2 separate regions of the Mus musculus genome follow, and region 2 is linked to region 1. A link is a contact called in public HiChIP or PLAC-seq data. All regions are on one chromosome and are shown on one strand. The core of a region is the stretch at or near the end of the contact, and the rest is flanking DNA. Distances in the headings are between cores, read along the strand shown. Region 1 overlaps Gm38911 (a long non-coding RNA gene). Region 2 overlaps Grin2b (glutamate receptor, ionotropic, NMDA2B (epsilon 2)).

The links. HiChIP or PLAC-seq counts read pairs in DNA pulled down with a chosen protein or histone mark.
Region 2: an H3K27ac HiChIP or PLAC-seq map of trophoblast stem cells shows a contact between it and region 1, with 10 times the contacts expected there. The contact joins two enhancer-like sites. A contact is called at or near these places in 1 of 115 datasets of contacts at active chromatin or transcription factors (trophoblast stem cells) and 1 of 9 other capture datasets (embryonic stem cells).

What each region holds. Positions count from the first base shown.
Region 1 is chr6:135,698,866-135,704,386 of GRCm38.p6, reverse strand. Gm38911 (a long non-coding RNA gene) reads right to left here. Exons shown (of 2, transcript XR_869507.2): 2 at 2,818-3,384. Among named protein-coding and RNA genes, the nearest start is that of Gm38911, 13 kb to the right of the region's middle. Within about 2 kb of position 3,261, at least 24 of the 459 cell types and tissues checked have an H3K27ac peak or open chromatin away from gene starts, as enhancers often do. A contact at or near this core is called in trophoblast stem cells, where this site is marked.
Region 2 is chr6:136,128,031-136,133,551 of GRCm38.p6, reverse strand. All of the region lies in intron 3 of Grin2b (glutamate receptor, ionotropic, NMDA2B (epsilon 2)), which reads left to right. Among named protein-coding and RNA genes, the nearest start is that of Gm26653, 42 kb to the left of the region's middle. Within about 2 kb of position 2,876, at least 21 of the 459 cell types and tissues checked have an H3K27ac peak or open chromatin away from gene starts, as enhancers often do. A contact at or near this core is called in trophoblast stem cells, where this site is marked.

The DNA.
Region 1 (5,521 bases), core at 2,012-4,511:
TGAATCCGGCCTCCGTTCTTAGTTCAAACCTTTGTCTTCCCTCTTAGTTTTCCTCTGGAACCTGCTTTAGGCTGAATGTCATCCACTCTGGGATGAGAAGCCACAGAACAGAACAGAAGATGACAGGAGCTCTCCTAAGAGCCACAGCCAGGCAGACACCAGGGCTTGGAGGCCATGATGTCTACTAGTGCAGCCTGTCACCCATGGCAATCTTCTAGGAGGCCAACTCTGCTCTCTCCCTTGAACTTGGGATCCTTGGGGTGTAGGATCCTGGATGCTGAGAGCCCTGTGTGTCCTGTAATTTGAGTCTGAACAAGCTGGTGTTTCAGAACCAACCACAGGGGTGCTTCATACTGCACTTCTTATGCCAGGGAGGTGGGAACTATATTCCTGTCTAAACTAACTATTTCCAGCACCCTCCTGATTAGATTAAAACCCTGCTTTCCAGGGTCAGAGTCATGGAATGTTTGCAGTTCTTGGCCCATCTCCAAAGCAATAAAGCTTTCTGGTCTTGCATCACAAGGAGACACCACAGGTACTCTCCCCCGGGAGCTTCTATCCCACTGATAACCACATTCCCATGGAGACAGGCTCCATGGGTGTCAGGCAAACCATAATAATTCTTTCTTCTTTCCACAGTAATCCCAAGTCAAGGGGCCCAGCACAGAGGCATAGCCTTTGTAATTTAGATGCCACCGGTAGCTTCATGTTTGGAAGGCAGAGAAGGGAAAACTAATATCCTTGTCTTGCTCAGACCCCTGCAGTGCCCCAGTGCCCTGGAGGGAAACAGCCTGTTTCTCTCAAAACCATTGTCCTCTTCTCCCAAATGCAGGTCCTTCCCAGGTGGAGTCTGGCAGGGGTGAACCATCTACACAGGAACACAACAAAGTTGAAGAGGGCCAGCTGAGAGAAAAGAGGGTCGGGAAAGGAGGGGACAGGGCTCACAGGGAGTGTAATTCTATTATTTGGAATCTGGTCTGATCTTGAGATAACCCCACCTCTCTCACACTAGGAATAGCACAGTAGATTCTTTATAATGCTGCCAGCATAAGAAGAATTTGATGTGGACAAACCAATCACGTTTTCATGACAGTCTCTTTTCTGGCCAGTTCATGCAGGACAAGCTGTGTCATGTGACTTACATACAATACAGCAGGCTGTGTGCAGTTTTTAACTAATTTTAACAGAAAGGGGAAACAGAGGCACCCATGGGTCCAGAACCAATGTCTGTTCAAGATAAGAATCTCAGCCTTTCTACCTTGTACTCTCACAAGCCCAAGCATCACATTTGGGTGGATCAATGTCCCAGTGTTCAATGAGCACTGGGTAAAGCATGGGTAAGATAGAGGCAGATGCTTACTGCAGTATCTCATTTATAAAGCCTCTAGCCTCCTGTAACCCTGTAAATTCTCAACTCTTATAAAGCCACTGTCCTTCTCTTGTATGTTTGGGCTTGTTGTGGCTTAGGTACAAAATGTCTTCCAAAAGTCCCAGCAATGAAGATGCCATCACCTACTGGTGACACACAGTTAGGAAGTGGAAGATTTTAAAAATAATTTAAAAAAAACTAAGGCATAATTGAAGGAAGCAGGTCATTGGGAATGTTTCTCTGCAGGTCTATTCTCTGTTTCTAAGCCTCCATGAGCTGAGTGGCTTTGCTAGACTACAGACTGTTCCCTTGCTATAGGCCTAAAGCAATGAAGCCAACCAGCTGTGGAGTAAGGCCTGTGAGACAGCACACCAGAACAAACCTTCCTTCCCTATAAGCTGATTTCTTCGGGTATTCCATCACAGCAACAGGTTGGTTAACACAAGGCTGGATCAGGTTTGACTTCCCCCATTTCCCATCTCAAGAATGTGACAGTTGCAAAGCTCAGCCAAATCGACCTCAGAAATATGCCTAAAATTCCCTGCAGTCTAGGTCAGGCCCTCCCTTACTCGGTCAGGAGCAACACAATGGCAACGAATGGTGTCCTGAAGGTTCTTCTTCCCCCTCAGAGTTCCAGGCCCATCTGTTCTTCAAATGTGCAAGGTGACCACACAGTAGAATTCTGGTTGTTGATACCTTAAGCCATCTGTGTCTTCTACTTTGTACCTGTGAATGGACGTGAACACCTTCGAAGCATCCTTGGTATTGCCAGGACTCCATTACCCCACCAAATGTCAACTTAAGAGTCACCTTCTCTTTCGAGCCTTTTCCAGTTGCCTCAATGATAGAAATCCTTTTTTGCCTTGACTTTTGGGACAACGGTTGCCCTTGTGGTGGAGTTGCCCATTCATGACTTCTTCCCTGAGTGGGTGAGCAGTGTGATCCAAAAACAGATATGTAGAAAATATAATAAAAGAGTATGGAGGTCAGGCTACTGTCTCACCTGACTGACCCTCTGGGTAAGATGAGTCTGACCTACAGCTCCACCCAAGGCCAACCCATAGATACTCTGCTCTGCCCCAGGTCCACACACTCAGCCTGCTCCTCCTTGCTTTTTATACATGTGCACGTGCGGACACACACACAAACTCATACTCATACGCACACACTCACACTCATATACACACACTCACACACTCATCCATACACATTCACACTCATATACACACACACTCACACTCATCCACACACTCAGCACACTCATCCACACATACACACACACACACACACACACACACACACACACACACACATACACACACACTCCAGGCCTCTCCCATCCTGAGAAATTCCTCCACCCCCAATCACAGACCCAGTTTTAATTGTAATCAGATCTCTTTTAATTACCATCATATGCACATCTCTGGAAAAAGTAGCCCACAGCCTACTTAGTGTAGTTAACGTTTATTGAGGATAATTAGGTGCCGTCCACTGAGCCAAGTGATTCACATTATGTTTCTGTGGCTTCCAGCTACACAGTGACACACAGACCGTTATCACAACAGTTGATGGACTGGTAAACTAAAACTTGCTTTGATTAAATAACTTCTCCAGGCCACACAAGAAAGAAGTGGCAGATTCAGAATTTGATCCCTTGTCATCTGTGACGTTTGTCTTATAAATGGGGAATATTTATCTTGTTTTCTTCACTGATTTATCCCCTAGGACTTAGACAAATGTTCAAGACAGAGTGGATGTTCAATCAATATTAGTTGAGTAAGTGAGACTGTCATGAGGGTTTCCCCTCAATCACGATACAGAACTGCCTAGTCAGCCCTCTTTTCTGCTGCTTCCTTTTCTGCAGTCTCTGGTCTGCCCCGCTGTGGCCTCCTGCTGTATTGGCGAGTCACGTCTGATGTATTTCCTGCCTCTTCTTCTGCGTTTCCTGTCCCCATCAGCTACATGTTCTGTTCCGGTTGCTCCAGTTTCTGTTCTCCTCCACCTTTTCCTACTTGCTGTCCAAACAACAGTGGTCAAAATAAACACAAAGATGTGACGTCAGACTCTTATTTCATACAGCCCTCCTCAAATTTGGGGCAGAGAGCGGCATTGCTAATCCATCCTAGAGATGAGGCATCACTAAGTAGTATTATGTCACTTTTAGGGAATGTTGAGAATTGGCAGTCTCGAAAAAGGGCTCTGAGTCCGCAAGCGCTCTCTGTTTACACTGATTGAACTGTCTGCTGGAGCTCATGATTGTAGATCTATACTAATAATCAGGTCTGAGCGATCATCCCAGATTCATCCTTGCTACACCCAGGCGTCTCTTGGTGATAACCAGCGTAGCTTTCTAAACTAACTCACTAGTGTTCTGTTTTATAAAAATATAAGGGAGAGAAGAAATATGTTTGGTGGAGGTGCAGTCAGGTGTGGGGGAAGGGGATGCCTCTGTGGGCCCTTGCTGAGCCATCCCTTTCCCCTGAGGGACCAGCCACATGAAGGTATAGTATAGAATAGAGTTTATTCAGGGCATGGGGAGGGGAATTAAGGGGGGGGGAAGGGGGAGGAGGAGGAGGAGGCAAGTAGCCCCTTTTACAGTGAGTCAAGCACACATGGGACTGTTGCTAGATAACTGCGGGGCGGAGCCTAGACTAAATGCCAACATCTAATAATGTAAACAATTTACTAGTCCATCTTCCCTCTCTCCTCACCTTCCTTGAGTTCATCTTGGCAAACTGCACTGACATCTGCCTGGATGCCACCGCAGCACAGGGTGCCACTGTTCATGCGGCCATCACTAGCTCCTGTTCTTTCTCCTGCTCACACACCCTCAACTCCAATTGGACTCCCAACTCCTGCACTTCACCACGCCTCCTAAGCAGGGGCGTGCCTTCTGAAACACTGGTGCCATTCAATGGGCGCAGAGCTTCGTGGTTCCTTGCCTCCTAAGCACAGAACACACTATCTGTCCCTGTCCCGTTTCTCAGCTTACATGTCTTTGTCCCTACATCGTCAGCACGAGCCCAGCCACACCTTGAGCAAGTCCCTTTCTTTCTTTTACTAGCGTTTGTCTCTCTTCCCCCCCGCCCCCCGCCTGCCATTTCCAGTCCTTTCCCCCTATAAAATCTTTATCACGCATCTGCTCTCCTTCTCTTGACCCATTCCCGTTAGACCTGGGTACAGCTTCGCTCTTTGTCCCCCTGTATAGCTGGGACAATTTTCCTTTAAGACAAAAATGACCCCAATTTCACACTGAAGACAGGGCCCGTCCTGAAAACTAAAAACGCTGATTGGTTTTTGCATCCAACCAATCTTGCCCAAATAACTGTGCGGGTAAATTAGTAACCTTGTGAGTAACTTCAGTTTCCACCTGTCAGGAAGATGCTTAGCCAGTGGGGCACACACGAGAGGAAATCTTTTGCTAGAAGAGGGATTTGCTCCAGAGACGGTTGACTTCTCTGAACTTAATTATATTTCTTTTTCAATTACAACTGTCTTAACTAATCCTTCAGCGATTCTGTAGTTACGTTACTTGTAACTCATGAGGGAATATGTCATTTAACTTAAGTTCAACACTGTGTAATTAAACACCAGCTCCAAGGCCTATTATTAGGATACTTCTTCTTTAAATGACTGTTACCTAAACTGGTGGCTTGGGAGAGCAGGAGAAACGTAGATCATGCATTCCTTGGCCAGGGCAGCACTTAGCAGCCTGTGACTCTCACTGGTTAAGCTGGGAAATCATTGTGTGGAATCCAATGGGCATTTGTACCGAAATCAAAGTCACATTAAATAGGAAATACCACAGGTTAAGTGCTTGTGAACGTCTCAATTCAGATGCATTGTCACATGGTTGTCTGAGGAGTATTTCTTATGATATATGTCACGGGAATTTTTAGAGAACACTGATTTAAGAGAATTTATTACATTTGAAATTGTTGACTGTGAATTGACTATGGGATTTGGGACCACTGTCCAACTTCTCTATTTAGTTTTCTGTTCTCCAAAGTGGAAATAATATCGACACTTACTGAGTGTCTGCTAGGATGCAGTTCAGACCGCTGCCCCAGCAATGATGCTCTCAGCAACCTTGCCTTTTCTCTAGAACTACAGCTACTGTCAACCCCGACTAAGAGACTCCAAGTAAGTTAC
Region 2 (5,521 bases), core at 1,627-4,126, 430 kb before region 1:
GCAAGAATCCCATCTGTAACAATGCAACGCTGCTCATTTGGTTAAGCCAGTGAAATGGTGGTTCTGTGACTAAGAGTGGCCTTGAAGTAACCACTTTCCCTCAGCAGTCTGATGTGGGGAGACTGAAGGCACTTATGAATGAGTTTGGAGCAGAGAGTTCAGGTTTTAGAGAACAACAGAAGACTGTGTGTGTGTGTGTGTGTCTCTGTGTGTAGATATTGAATAAGATGGGCAATGAGTAGGCTCATTTGCACACAAGTCTAAGGTTTTCCTTCATAGATCTGTTTTGCAGATGAAAGTTACAGAAAAGTGGGAAGTGTGGATACGTCCTCCATCCATTCCTAATTCAGCAGATATTTATTGTGGTCTCCTATGGCTATCAACTGTTGTAGTACCAGCAGTGAGCAGATGAGGTAAGGTCATGGCCAGTCTGTAGCTTTCACCTCTCTAGGAGAGATGGCAAACAGTCAGATGGTGATACAATGGTCTGTGAGAGCCATCATCTTGTGAGGACACCTGACTCAGGTGAGGATAAGACAGGGCTGAAAGATTCAGGCTTAGACTTGTCTGGAAAGGCTGTTCCCATTGATTAGAGGGGCTCCGTGATGTGAGGAGGAGTTTTATGTTGATAGTGGGCATGAGCACCTCAAACACTGGAAACAACCCAGGCAAAGATACCTTGGCAAGAGTGGAGATTGTGTGTGGAGGGGTGCTGACAGAGGAGCCAGGAGTAGGGTAGAGGAGGTCACACTAACACATGGAGGACTTTGTGGGCCATGACAAGACTTGGAATTTTGAGTAGGGACATAGCATAGTCTGACTAGGTGATCCTTTCATATAATCAGATTCCCCCTTAAAGGCCCTTTGTTTTCATTTCTAGATGATTTGCATGGCAAGCCTGATTGGTTGATTCTAATTTAAAGAATGACCAGAGGAGGAAGGCTCAGCAGATAACAGCCTGGCCTTACAGCTCACACTGGCATCTGAATCCTATCCCACGTCTCTGGATTTCACAACTTTGGGTGAAATACTTACATTCTGAACACTTCTTTTTCCCCATATTTCAAAAAGTAGAGTGATAAGATGTACCCAAACTGGGCATGGAAGAGCCTAATTATATAACCTTAGGATTTGGAAGGTGGAGGTCTGGTAACCATCAGCTCTAAGCCACTGAGGATAGCTGAAAAGACCTTATCTCAAAAATAAAGAAACCCCATATAAATAAATAACTAGATACACATAAATAAAAATAAAATATTACACTGGCTTGTTTTATGTTAAATTGATACAAGCTAGAGTTATCTGAATGCAAGGAGCCTCAATTGAGAAAATGCCTCTGTGAGATCTAAGTGGAAGGCTTAATTACTGATTGATATGGGAGGTCCAAGCCCATGGTGGGTGATGTCATCCCTGGATTAGTGGTCCTGGGATCTATAGGAAAGCCTGCTGATCAAGCCAGGAGGAGCAAGCTAGTAAGCAGCACTCCCCCATGGCCTCTGTATCAGCTGCTGCCTCCAGGTCCCTGCCCTGTTTGAGTTCCTGCCCTGACTTCCTTTAGAGATGGACTATGATGTGGAAGTGTAAGCCAAATGAACCCTTTCCTCCCCAACTTGCTTTTGGTCATGGCGTTTCATCACAGCAATACTACCCTTACCTAGGACAAGTATCAAGTGAAAAATTGCCCTGTGAGTTCCAATCAGGTTGAAATGAGTCATCCCGATGTTCTGGTGGCCACTGTTCTGTCAGAGAGTGATAGAAAGTCAGGTGCCTCCCCACAGCACCCCTTCACCCTCATAATCTTACGCTACCTGCTACTAAGGTAGACGCTTTTCAGTGACATGTGATGGTAGGATCCCTGTAATGACCAGAGTAGTCAGGAGTGTGATGCTGATAGTGTGGGCTGAGCAAGGTGACTCTGACACTGGCTCTCAGCATGCTTTGTGATTTAGCCTTATAGGAAGACATATAATAGAACTGCGTTCAGTTGCCAGGGTTAATGCACTGGATAAATATTTGCTGAGGACGATAGTCCTTTCAAGTGCTTATAGTTTCTATGAAAGACACCATGTTATAAATTCTCACCAATTTCCTTTAATTTATATAAAATTGTGCCTGATCTTAATATTTTGAATGAAATGAAGAATGGAAACTAACTAACTTAGGCATATCAGGGCACAGTTAATTAATTTGCTTCATTTTTTTTTCTTTGCGTAATATTCTCATGTGTCTCTGTGTAAAGTGCTATTGGTATAGCCATTAAAAGTCATAAGATAATTACTTCCTATCGAATTGAGTTTGGACAAATTTTGACAGGAAGGTCTAGCTCTTAAATAAAAGAACAACCAACAAAACAAACGACTTCAACTCAGTTATGTGCCATTAGTTGTAAAAGCTGAGTTTTCAAGCATCAAGTACAAGGGCTGCAAGCTCTGTTTTATACGGTGGATGCGGATTGGGATTTTTTGTTTTTGTTCTTGTTTGTTTGTTATTTTGGAGACACAGATGAACTGTTACAGGCTGAGAGACAATGAAAGGTGAATCTGCAGGATGTTTTGATGTTTGGGACTATAGTTCTGACATCCATCCTGTCAACTTTTCCAGTAGGAAGTTCCAAGCTCTTTCCTCATCTGTTTACGTCCATCAGGGAAGACTGAGGGCAGAAGCGAGTGGGGGAGCACAAACGGGGGTGGGCAGGGAGGGGGCTTGCAAGGAGAAGATGGGGGAAGCTGTTTTTTCCCCCAACACTTTGTAGAAGATTGGATTAAAGACTGACCACCTCGGGGCTCACGAACTTGATTCAGTTATGACTCACACGTCTGAATGGATTTGACCTCTCGCCCAGGAGAGGGCAGTAACATGCTAGCGTTTCAGTTCCGCTACAGCCCTTACCAGAGGCTGTACTGTATGAGCTGGCAGGGAATTAGTCACAGCCGGCCTCACATTCTCACCTGGTCAGCATTCCATGTCGGCTTTAGTTCAGACTTCAGCTGTTGCAGTCTGCACACAAGACTCAGCAGGGATGGTTTAGGGACGCTAGTCCTTGACTCACAGCTGTCTTACAGGCTGGAAATCTGCAGCAACCTCCCTCTGCCCGTTTGTATTTTTGTGAATGCTGTATGCTGTGCCATGATGACTATCTCCTGGTGGGCAACCTGTAAGTATGGCTATGCCTCTTCATCTCAGCAACCGTCCTACCTATATTGTCGCCAAATATAAATGTGTCCCCAAGGGTTAATAGTCTTCAGCCTACTGAAGGGAGTTATACCTTAGACTTAGAAACAAAAATGCACACCTGGGCTGGAGAGATGGTTCAGTGCTTCAGAGCATGGACCATTCTTCCAGGAGGACAGGGGTTCGATTCCCAGTACCTGTTTCAGGTGGCTCCCAGATGCCTGTAATTGTAGGTGATCAAACACCGATAGCGTCCACACACACCTGTGTGCACACACATGTAATTAAACATTTTTAAAAGATCAAGCTGGCCATGGTGGCACACACATTTAACCTAACACTCAGGTGGCAGAGACATGGGGGATCTTTGTGATTTCGAAGCCAGTTTGGTCCACATAGTGTGTTCCATGACAGCCTAGGACTACCCAGAGAGGTCATGTGTTAAGGGAAATAAAGTTCACACCTAGATTCTTCCCAGCAGCAGATTTTGCAGCCTGCCCTAACCTGAAACTGAGCCTCTTAAGTGCAGGCAGTTTGTGCTTTTGACCAGGCCCAAGTGTAGGAAGGTGATGTGTCAAAAGCCACTAAAATAAGGGGAGGCGCTGACATAAGATAACCCCCATTATCTAGAAATACTGTTTGGATCTCATTCTTCCTAACTGCTGAGCTTAATTTGAGAATCACCTAGGGTGCCAATTCCCTGCTTGCCTCCCTTGCTTCTGCTTGCCCACTTTGATGTGTGTGTCTACTCTCCCTGGCGACAGTCCTACCCACAGTGGGGCAGCTGTAAAGAAAGGAATGCTTAGTAGAGGAAAACACGGGAAGTAGAGGGAAAGTGAGAGAGATGGTGGGCAGGACACAGGACCAGTGGAAGGTCAGAGGTTAATGATGTGGTGGCCAGCTAGGAGCAAGAGAATTAGTGTGATGTGGTCTGGAAGCTCTGCAAGGTATGGAGAGAGTCACTTCACTCGAGTTGGGGGCATAGAGGCTGCATAGAGATTAGGAATGGCTGTGCTGTGTGTGTGTGTGTGTGTGTGTGTGTGTGTGTGTGTGTGTGTGTGTGTGTGTAAGGGATGGGCTCTCTAGAGGGTAAAAGGGAAGGCTAGGAGAAAACCTATTCACACATCTGTCTGTGCCAAGAGAGCTGTTTGAAGGTGAGGAAGTTTCCCCATCGGCTTCTATAAATTGTAGTGATCTGAGGTAAATGCCATGACATCCGGTTGCATGGCTCTACCACTGTCCCTGAGGATTCTGTTGGGAAGATGCCATCCAGTTGTGAAGAGGTGAGCCATTCTGAATGGCTGACTCTCAATGACTGGGGTTCGCTTGTAACGGCGAGACTGTAAATATGTCAGGAACTGAGAAACTGACTGCTAGAAAACAGGCTTTTCCACCAAAGCTTGAGCCTGGCATGGAGACTGGGAATGGATGCTGAACCAAAGCTCGAGGGTTTCCTACCCAAACAGTAGATTCCCAGTTTCCACACTGAGGCTGCGGCCAGCCCGGAGGTCGTTAGACCCTTCCCGTGCTCATATTTTGTGTCCTCTTGTGTGGAGGATTAGGAACACACCATGGGTTTCTGAGCTTCCAAGGGCCTACAAGAGAATTCTAGAAATGAGACTTTTAGGTAGTTAAACTCTGTTGATGATCAATAAAGCAGAAAAGTAACAAGAATGGAATTGGCTGGCCATTAACAAATGCCTTCAGAGTAGATGGGGATTGGATAGTTACAGCCCACTGAAGTAGTTCTGTCATTTTAATGTTCTACTGTGGCAGGTAATTAATTCAATTCCTTCTTTCCCAAGTGGACATGAGGTGAATATGTTTGATATGGGGCCAGAAAGTTTAATTGCTTTTATATTTAAGAAGAATTAAATAATCATTGTTGAAGTAAAATTCACATAGAATGAAAGTCACATGCTTTTAGTGTACTGGTCAATGGTTTTTTGACAGGTAACCACTGTGGCCATCATTCTAATCAGAGCCTCTATATCTCCTCAGACAGTTCCCCTACTCAGGGCATACCCCTAGAGTAGTCCACACCCTCTGCATCCCTTCAGAGTGGTCCCCTGTATCCAGCTCACTCTTGAGCTCCTGGCCCAATGCAACTATCAGCGGTTCTGTATCCTCACAGTCAAGATAATTCTAGAATTTCATATAAATCAAATTATAGCACATACCATTAAAGTCTAGTTTTATCTTCCCCTTGGGAAAATGTTTGCAAGGCTTGTCCATTTTGCTGCATGCACTGTAGTGTGATCCTTGGTTATTGAATATCGACTTTATAAATATACCACGATGCTTATGACAGATGAATTGTTTCTAGTTTTAGATGCTACAAGTAATTCAT